Linked DNA regions of Mus musculus: region 1 is linked to region 2. A link is a contact called in public Hi-C data. All regions are on one chromosome and are shown on one strand. Each heading gives the region's core, a stretch centred on a gene start, on an enhancer-like site or on the middle of the called end of the contact. The rest is flanking DNA. Distances are from core to core; before and after follow the strand shown.

Evidence for each region. Hi-C and Micro-C count contacts between places; a contact is called where the count stands out from the background.
Region 1: a Hi-C map of neural progenitor cells shows a contact between it and region 2, with 1.7 times the contacts expected there. The contact joins two enhancer-like sites. A contact is called at or near these places in 1 of 484 Hi-C or Micro-C datasets (neural progenitor cells), 4 of 115 datasets of contacts at active chromatin or transcription factors (astrocytes, embryonic basal ganglia, embryonic forebrain and 1 more) and 1 of 9 other capture datasets (embryonic stem cells).

The regions. Positions count from the first base shown.
Region 1 is chr3:35,100,482-35,105,254 of GRCm38.p6, forward strand. No RefSeq gene overlaps it. Among named protein-coding and RNA genes, the nearest start is that of Gm35255, 150 kb to the left of the region's middle. Within about 2 kb of position 2,945, at least 25 of the 459 cell types and tissues checked have an H3K27ac peak or open chromatin away from gene starts, as enhancers often do. A contact at or near this core is called in neural progenitor cells, where this site is marked.
Region 2 is chr3:34,836,297-34,840,986 of GRCm38.p6, forward strand. Gm21388 (a long non-coding RNA gene) reads left to right here. Exons shown (of 5, transcript XR_880758.2): 2 at 753-887; 3 at 1,515-1,625. Among named protein-coding and RNA genes, the nearest start is that of Gm21388, 12 kb to the left of the region's middle. Within about 2 kb of position 1,890, at least 19 of the 459 cell types and tissues checked have an H3K27ac peak or open chromatin away from gene starts, as enhancers often do. A contact at or near this core is called in neural progenitor cells, where this site is marked.

The DNA of each region.
Region 1 (4,773 bases), core at 1,695-4,194, 270 kb after region 2:
ATTTGTCAAAACAACTTTCCTCAACACATCAAAATGTTCCTTACTCGTGTGTGTGTCATTCAGATGCGTCGGGTGACTGTGGTTTAGACAACGGTGACGGTTAGAAAATCACCGTCCTCCGCATGTGAATGCTACAGAGAGAAGAGCCCTCTTTGCTGGCCAGGAGTGGGCCCGTTCCCTTTGAGGCGCTTCAGTCTGAAAAAAAAAGTATGCAAGAATCTAATGCTAATAACAGTGTTTCCCATTTGATTTTCTGTTTTGTTTTGATTTTCCTCTCTGACAAAAGTTAACGGCAGCGTTTAGTTCATTTCAAAGGCTTCGGTAGATAGCCAACGCATGCTGTTGTGTGTCGCCGGACTCTCCCCTTGTGATTATCTGACTTGGAATTTCGGATACGTTGGTAAGACTGGCTCTTCAGTAACGTCCTGTTTGTATTTTTTTTCCTCAGTGTCTGTAGAGCAACAGGAGGCAGGTGGAGTGTGTCCCCTACTTCTGTCTTTTGGGGACTCTTTCAAGGAGCTATGCAGTATTTCTAGAAACATAGAGACAATGTCTACAACACATGGTACATGAAGCGTGTCTCTCTTACCTAGGGCAGACAGAGCAAAGCCTTGTAGCAGTGCGGTCATCTCTCCTACTTAAGTAATGTCAGCCCTGATGCCAGGTCTAGCATCACTGGACAATAAAGGAGAAAAGAAATAGATGTCAAAGCTTTTCGTATGCCTTCTTTTCCTCACGTAGGGGCCCATTCCCTGGTGAGATAGTTAGCTGTGCTTCTTTCCAGAGAAAGTATTTCCTATCAAGAACCATCACTTAAGCTTTCAAACTAACAAGTCCCTTACATGGCATTTATCCCCTTATCCTTCACCTCGCAAATACGATGTGATGTGGCCTGTCCTGAAGTCCAGCCCGAGTTGAGATAACTATTGGCAGGAATAGAAACATGGGAGATTTGACAGGGACAGTGTGGGGTGAAGTCCTGGGACCTCACTGGCTGGAATGAAAATCGTGCACGTCAGGGACACGCCCTGCCCTGCCTTAAGGAGCAGCCTCCTCTGCTTGTGCAGAGTTAAATCCAACACATGGTTGAGAGCAAGCGGGACCTGTCCACTGCAGGGCAGCTTTGGCTACAGACCACACTCCCGAGGAAAACACTCTCACTTAGTTGTATGAAATGACAGAATTGATTAGAAATTTTTCTAAAGGGAACACTTCCTAAATTTGCCAGTTATACTGCAAATGATTGTTTAACACTTTTAAGAATTAAAAATTCCTACCTGCCTACCTAATACTCACACTGTTCCAAAAGTAGAGGTACTTCCTGCAAGGGTGGGGGGGGGTGGTGGTGGTGGTGGTGGTGGTGGTGGCTCATCTCATTTCATGCCTTGTGAGAGCCACTTTACATTCCAACTTTGGCCTTTTGTTTAGTTTGCTTGGTTTCTGAATCATTCCTTACATTAGGAAAAGGCACAGACAGCAGAGCTGCCTGGTCCAGTTGGTTTCTGTCACTGTCTGGACTCTCTCTGGTTGCTGGTTGGTCAGTCACCATCTGTTTAAGGCTCAGTTTAGTTTTTGGGTTTGGTGATTGGTAGGGAGGGTGCTTCGATAACTGCTGTAGTAGGAGGTGTTCCCTGCTTCCATGGCCACTCCAGGCTTGGTAACAGATATATTGTCCTTCTGGGGCCCTCAGAAAAGAATGAATAATTAGCTGTTGTCATGCGTTTTTGGAGAAGTTCTCAACTACTTGAGAGGCATTGCCTCTCGATCAGACAATACAAACTGCCAGGCCACACGAGTTGGTTTTTCACCCTTGCGGAAGAAACCTGAAGTTCTGCTCAGACTACCCACTGGTGTTTGCCAAGCCCAAGGCAGAGGGACGGATTCCACGTCCTCTATGGACCACAATGCCGGGGAGCCGTATCTGCCTGAGAAGCGCCCGAAACCACGGCTAAAGTGTCCAGAGCTCTGTAAGGCTGGGATGCCTTTTTACAGCCCCTTCTGCTCATGTGATGAACCAATGTAATTTTAAAGAAAAATTTAATCCATATGTTTTTCATTAATCTGTACTAAACTCATCAAAATGGTGTTTTGTAAGAGTGATTTGGTGCCCCAGAAGTCTTCTGAGGCTTCTGTAACAGGCCTTCATAATGCCGGTTCTCTTTGAAGCAGGAATTGTGTTTTGCCAACAGCAAAGAAATTCAAACCCCCAAAGGGTTTGGATCAGTTTGAAACTCCAGGCCAGAGGACTCTGTGGGGTTCTACACTTGGCAAACTGTGCTCTCTCCCTTCTGACTTTGAAATACCTTATTTCCTTCCCACAAGAAATGTTCTATTTATTGTTTGCCTAAATCGTGTGTTCAAAACGATCGTCAGGCTTCTTAATGTATGAAACTTATACACGAATTGAAAAGCAGGCTTCGGGACTAATTCCTTCTCAGGCTCTGTCATTGGGTTGTCCTTGGGGAATTTTCTTTAATTAGTCTGTTTCCTGACTCTGCATTTTCTTGCGACTTGGGCTGACCAAAAGATTTACCACAGAGGGTGAAGAAGCTGGTACCACCCAGAGACCAATGCAGAGCAACCACAGGTTTCGCCCCAGGGTGGCCCAGCAGAGACATATTTTTTGATATCCTATGTTAATGTACTCTTATACTGATGTTGACAACCAAAAATTCAATGCAGATTTCACATAACTCCGTGGCCTGTGCCAGGAGCAATGTAATTCACAATTGTCTGTGTTTGCTAATTTTGTGGTGGTGTTAGTTTGTGCTCCAGTGTTTAAGGGAGGCATGCGTAAGCTCACTGGGGCTTTTTTATACAATGTGTGTGAGAGAGAGAGAGAAGAAGAGAAAGAGTTGAAAATGCAAACAAGACAGTGTATGCCCGCAAGTTAAGCATGAGACAGTTGTGGTCCTTTGTCCTTCCTGCCTCTGGGCTGTGAAGTGGGAGCGCCCCCTGGTGAAACTTTAAAATCACTGAAGATTCAGGATGCGTGACATCCAGATTTCTTCCTAACGTCTATGGGTTTTTTGTTTGTTGCTTTTTTGTTGGTTTTTGTTGTTGTTGTTGTTGTTTTGTTTTATTTTGTGTGAAAAATTAACAATTTGATTAAGTTTAGAATGAAACGTTAAAAAAATTTAAAAATCATTAAGTAAAACGATCTCTTTAGGTAACAGAAATGAATATTTGTTGTCTATACCAAAGTGTGTCTGTTTGTTTGCCACTTTTCCACATCATCCACAGCTGCCATTTCCGGCTCCATCTCTGAGGTCACCCTAAGACTATGGTCGTATGAATGAAACCCATCTAAAAACGTGATTACCTCCCTCTCAACAACACAAACAGCAAAGAAATGTGAGGTAAAGCGACAGTAAGGGCAAAAGCAAGAACTGTCACAGAACAGTCCTCGTGACACCCCACGAACCTCTGCAGAGTGTCTGTGGTGTAAAATCTCACGCATGCTGCAGAAATTACATACTGGGCCCTCTGCAGCTCTCGGCCTGGTGTGAGCCAGGGCATGCCATGGCTTCAACCTCTCAGAGATAGGGGTTGTCATCTGAATCATGGGGTGGGGTGGGGTCAAGGGGCACCTGTTCCCCTTCACAGTTCCAGAGAAGCCTGGGAAAACCTCCTTAGGATGGCCTGTTGCATCTCTGCAACCTCTGTGAAGGGATTTTTCTAATTTCCTGTTTGTGGGGGCCCGGTGTGTGTGTGTGTGTGTGTGTGTGTGTGTGTGTGTAAAAGCAAGTGCTGTTTCAAGATGAAGAAGGAAAGGAGGCCCTTCTTCAGTGCTCGGGGTAAAGGAGTATTGACCAGTAGCAGCTTTTCTTTTCCCATTGCAAAGGGCCACAGTGGAACATGTAGCTCCTGGGATGGGTACATGAAGAGAGGAAGCAGCTCTCCTTGCACAAAGCTCCACACAGCTCAGCCCAGAACTAACCCTCAGGCTGTCCCCTTTGCAGATAGTGTGTCACCCACTTGAACTCCCCCTCAGGCTGTCCCCCCTTGCAGATAGTGTGTCGCCCATTTTTGGTACCAGTTACCCTAACCAGGCCCAAGCCTCTATTGTCCTTTTAATGTTGAAGAAATTATGTTCGTTTTTCCACCAGCGATAAACCCTTCATTTGGACAAATGATCTGGTCTTGTCTTTTAGTAGCGGATAATGTCATCTTAGATGCCTGCCGTTAAAATTCTTTCACTTTTTCTGCATAAAGCCGGCTTTTTGTAGGACATAGCTAAATATTAGTTATCCTCATTTTGAAGTGTACTTAACAAACTTATTCTAAAAATCAACTCATGTAGGTACTTTAAACGTAAGTATTTCAAATCTGGAGATTTTCACACTTTTATATTAAAACAAGAAAAATAAAACCCCCCAAACAAAACACCACAGGTACCTCCTGCATACTTGGTGCCTGCGTTTCCCCCATTCATCTTGTGAGTGTCCAACTTCTTTCTTTTGTTCAGAGTGAGAGACGGTCCCTCCTGTCCTCACTCTGAGGTACTTCACATGGTCCGACATGCGTAATCAATCTTGTACTTAAACCTTTGTGAGGAAGCGGAGCAGATGGATAATGGGAACGAGGTTGCCATTTGGGCTCTGGTGGATTCATGAGCTGCCTCCACAGCCACAGCTCTGCGGACAAAGGTGGGGGGACATAAAATTCATTTCAGAGGCTCTCCCGGTTCCCTGTCTGCTCTTTAAGCATCGGCCGCCCCCCACTTGATGCAAACAGTTGGCATGGGGGGGTGGGGACGGAAGGGGATTTACC
Region 2 (4,690 bases), core at 640-3,139:
AAGTGATCCTTTGTATTTGGGGTGATGCCGTGAGCAGAGATCAGGCCTATGGAGAGAAGACGTGGCCATTTGAAGGTTTAATGGAACGTGTTGTTGGCCGTGACATATGTGCTGTGCAAGCTTCAGCTCTCCAGGGATATAATTCAGAGTTGTTTGAACACTTGGTTGTTTAAAAGCTGTAGGTTGGGAGACAGGTACATTGTTTTGGAGTCTAAAAGGAAGAAAAGGATTTGGGCAAATGATGTAGGGGTCACCAAGGTGAGAACAGAGGGCTAAAGTATGGATTTCACGGTTTTGTGGCTCATGGTAATGCTGGTAGCGCTGAGCTCAACATATTGGTGCTATAATGGGACTCAGGATTAAATGGCAGAGGAGACTTTCAAGAGGTGTGAGATAGGTAAGTCAAGACAGGAGACATCAAATTTCCTTCCAAGTAACAGGTAGAAAATTGGACCTTGTAGGAAAGTAAAAGGCACAAACCTGTCGTGATAATCAGAAACTGCTGTTGGTCATCACTGGCCTTTCTAGACTGTTCCGTGCATTTTAACTGTGAAGACTAAATGAGCGAGCTCAGTTTTGCCTTTGCATTGCAGGATTTGGCTCCAGCATCTGCCCCAAATTAATTGCCACGGTTGATTTGGCTGATGTAATTGGCGAGACCCTGTCTCCTCACTGCTCCCTGGGTACTTCTCCATATGGAGTTATTTAATTAGACAGAAATAAAACTCCTCATTCATTCATTCATTCAACAGAGATTTATTACTTGTCCATGGTGTAGACTGTGCTCGCTGCTGAGGGGCAGGGCAGGCCTGTGACAGACACAGCACCCTTCACGCTGAAGTGGCCTGATTTACAGAGGGTCTTCACCCCCACCTGCATAGTCACAGGTATTGAACGCCCCCACTCCCACCTTCTACTTCCAGTATTTGTTCAACTAACTTCTTCCTTGGTGATATCTGCCTTGGACATTAACAACCCCTACAGAAATGTATCCCTTCTTGGCTGCTTTTAAATTTTCTTTTAATTCCCAGTCATAACAGTATCAAATATATCTTTAAAATGAAACTCCCTTCTACCTTACATTTTTCAAACAAATAAACAAACAAACAAAGACAAAACAAAACAAAGCAAACACCGCCCCCTCAGCTCGCAAGGTTTATTGGGTCTACGATCTGAACTTCTAAAATCTGCTTCAACACCTGTTGCCGTTGCTTTCCTGAAAATCCCTGCTAACTTAAACATAACGATAGTGTTTGACATTGTTGCTCCCCCCCCCCCCCCCATAGGATCATTTGTTTATTTGCCGAGTTGCCTGAACTAGTACAAAGGGAAAAGCTGAAAAATCTCAGACACAAGGTTTCTGGGAGATAGTGTGGTAGGCTCTGGAGAAGATGCCAAAGGTTGGTTGTGCTGAGACAGGAAGCCTTGCTTTGCCTGCACGCTGCCTACCCAGTACTTGTATGTACGTGAGGCGAGCGAGGGCCTCTATGGCTTATGGATCCATTTCCTTACAGGGCAGAAAAGAAACACATTTTGGCAGAGAAGAGTGGGATAGGAGGAGGTGGCCACGGAGCCTGAAGCAGAAAGACACAGATGCCCAGATAGTGGAACGCCACATGGTGACTGTAAGTAGGCACTTGATCTGTGTTCCTGGAACCCTGTTTCAGGGCTCAGTGAAATTGAGAATTCACAATTATTCGATTAATTTGATGAATGTTCCAAATTAGGAACTCCAGGTCAGGGTTTGTTTCCGACCTAAATTATACAGTGCAGTTGTCTACAGTGATCAAATTAACCAGCTGATTGCCAAATCCCCCTTTCTCTCCATCCCCTGTGGACGCAGCTTAAAGAACTAATAGCTCACTGGACTCTGCCCCAGTCTATTTTGGGATAATTGGTGCCTTTGTGCTCCTATCCCTGCAGCTTGGTATCAAACACTGCTGCTTTGTGCAGAACATGTCAGTTGGCGATTTATTACCCCAAAATGCACTCTTTCTCCTGTGAAAGCTTATCAATCGGGACCTTGGAGGCAATTTCCAGACTCCCCCAGGAAACTCCTATTTTATTGCTATGGAAAATATTTGATTCTTTGTGGAAAATATTTTCTTCCTAAAATGAATCCATTTGAGGTTTGGGATGCTCAGTGACTTTACATTTCCCCCATCGTTACTTCACGGCACATCCATGTTCACTGGAACTCGTCCTAAATGACGAGGATCAATGATCGTCACTTCATAAGGAATAAGGAAAACGAGTCACAGCGAAGCGATGGCCAGGGGACGCTTTACTCTTTACCACAGAAGTCTCTCCTTCCTAAGTCAGTCACTGCTGCTACTGAGGCTCAGAGGTGGTGCAGGCGATTCCTGGAGTCATCTCTTCTGAGACTTTGTGAACCGGTCTTGATGCTGCTTTGAGCTTCTTGGATATGGTCTTTTGTGTATGTGAATGTCTGTGTACAGATTCATACAGGAGTATGTGTGTATCCATGTATCTGTCTGTCTGTGAGCCTGCACACATATAGAGGCTTTTTTTAAAAGCTAGGCTCTCCCGCTGGCCTGGGGTTTACTCTGACTCGCCTGTGAGCCTCAGGGATCCTGTCTCTGCCTCAACAGCTCTGGAATATAAGCATGCACTACTCTGCATAGCTTTTCACATGGGTGAGACTGAACTCATGGCTTTATACTTGGTGAGACCCCATCCTTTGCTCTTGAGCGACACTTTAACAACATTTATCTGCATTAAAAAGAAGCAAGCTGGTTCCTGCTAACTTTATCTCTCCTCGGTCCTCACTCTCCAAGACTCTGATGGCTGAAGACGCTCTTAAAGGCCTTACTTCCTGTTTTAGTTTGTCAGCAGATCACTCTAGCGAGGATGCTGCTTCAGTTTGGCCATGGCTCAAACTCAAGTGCATGCTGATGTTTGAACACCCATGTCCAAATTGCTGTGGTGTGGGAGATTTGTCACGTGCTCGTATGGCTATGTTTTAGAAATGGTAGCATGTGTTCCCTTGCTCTTGGCTTTTAATTTGGTTCATGGTTCAAGTCTCAGGATAACAAGTTGGCCTGGCTGCTTTACTGGTGCAGAGGAGGAGGGCTGGTGTGCCAGCAGGACTCAGGATGCTTAGGGAAGCTCTGCTTCCTGGTCTTGACCCCGACTCTGATAAAGGAAAGCTTAAGGCAGAGGGGCCCAGATTCTCAGGGGTTTGTGTTTTTGTTTTTCTTTGTGGTGTGTCTTGTTTTGTGGCAATGTCTCCCTGTGTGGTTCCAGCTGCCTCTGACTCAAGATGCTCCTGCCTCAGCCTCCCCAACACTGAGCTTAGGACATGGAGTTACTTCACCTGTTTAGTTTTCATTTTCCCTTTTAAATATTTATTTATTTTAGAAACTAAAAAGAGCGTGGGAAGCTAAGATGTTGGTTCTTGCTATCTGATGCACATCTATGGCCTGGGTGTCAGCTATACTCAGGATACAGTTTCCTGTGCCCCAAATCTCAGGAACAAAGGAAAGGACCGAGCCTCCATGAGAGGACTGGGATATTATATTGATCTGGAGGGAGAAACACAGAAGCCTGGAAACAAGGAAGGTGCAGTATGTTTTGAAGTGTTTTGAATGGCTTCTCTTTTAGCTCTCTTTGCTCTTATCTTAAAACAAAACAAAACAAAACAAAACAAAACAAAACAGCTGTAAATAAATTCTTCCACAGACTGCTGCCCAAATGCTTCAAATAACAGTATGAGTGTCCAAAGAGAGTTCATGGACTTTTGGGTGTTTCAATAGTCTGTCATGCCAGGTCCCAAGGAGAAGGTCTGTCACCCAGTCAAAGTGCTCTCTCTCATGAGGAAGTTCTCTCTCTCTTTCTATTTGTACACAGGCAGTATCATGCAGGATATTTGTTTGGCCTGGCATGTTTTAGATCCATTCATCTACTGCTTGAAGTTCTGAAGTTCACTTGTCAGGAGCAATGTCAGAGACTGAATTTATCTCTGGTGGCAGTCACTCAGAATTCTCAAACTTGTCTATGTCAGAATTCCCAAAGCTGAACTCGGCTTTGGCAAGCAGGTATGAGTCGGTGAGCAGCTGATGAGTCTGCGACTCCAAAAAGTATCCTTTAACTTTGTGAGGAGACAGTATGTTTGTTCTCCCAGCTTGAGTGGAGTTTCCAGAGCTAGAAAACAAACAGAATTGATGTGCTCACTGCACACATCGTAACTTTTCCGTTGCTGTGCTAGAACACCACCTCCAGAAGCAATCGATAGAAGAAGAAAGTGTTGATTTTGACTTATGGTTCCAGGAAGAGCCCGCAGGAGCAGGGTAGGTACAAAAGCAGGAGGGAGGAGCAAGAAGCTGGCCGGCCACATTTTTAGCTGCACACAGAAGCATTGCAAGAAAAGGAAGTCTGAAGCCATAAGCCCTCAAAAGCTGCTCAGAGCTTCAAACCCCAGGGATGCACTTCCTCCACCAAGGCGCCTCGCCTACAGACACCTTCCCCTCGCCAACAGCACCGCCATCTGGGCACCATGTGCTCAAATACAGGAGCCTATGGGGGCATTTCTCATTTGAACCACCATACTTCGGTTCTCAAAAAAAAAAAACAAAAAAACAAAAAAACTTTTTGAATCACTTTTATGAAACTGTGATTCTCTAAGTACTGAAAGCAGAGAATAGAAAATTCAACTTTTGAACAGAACCAT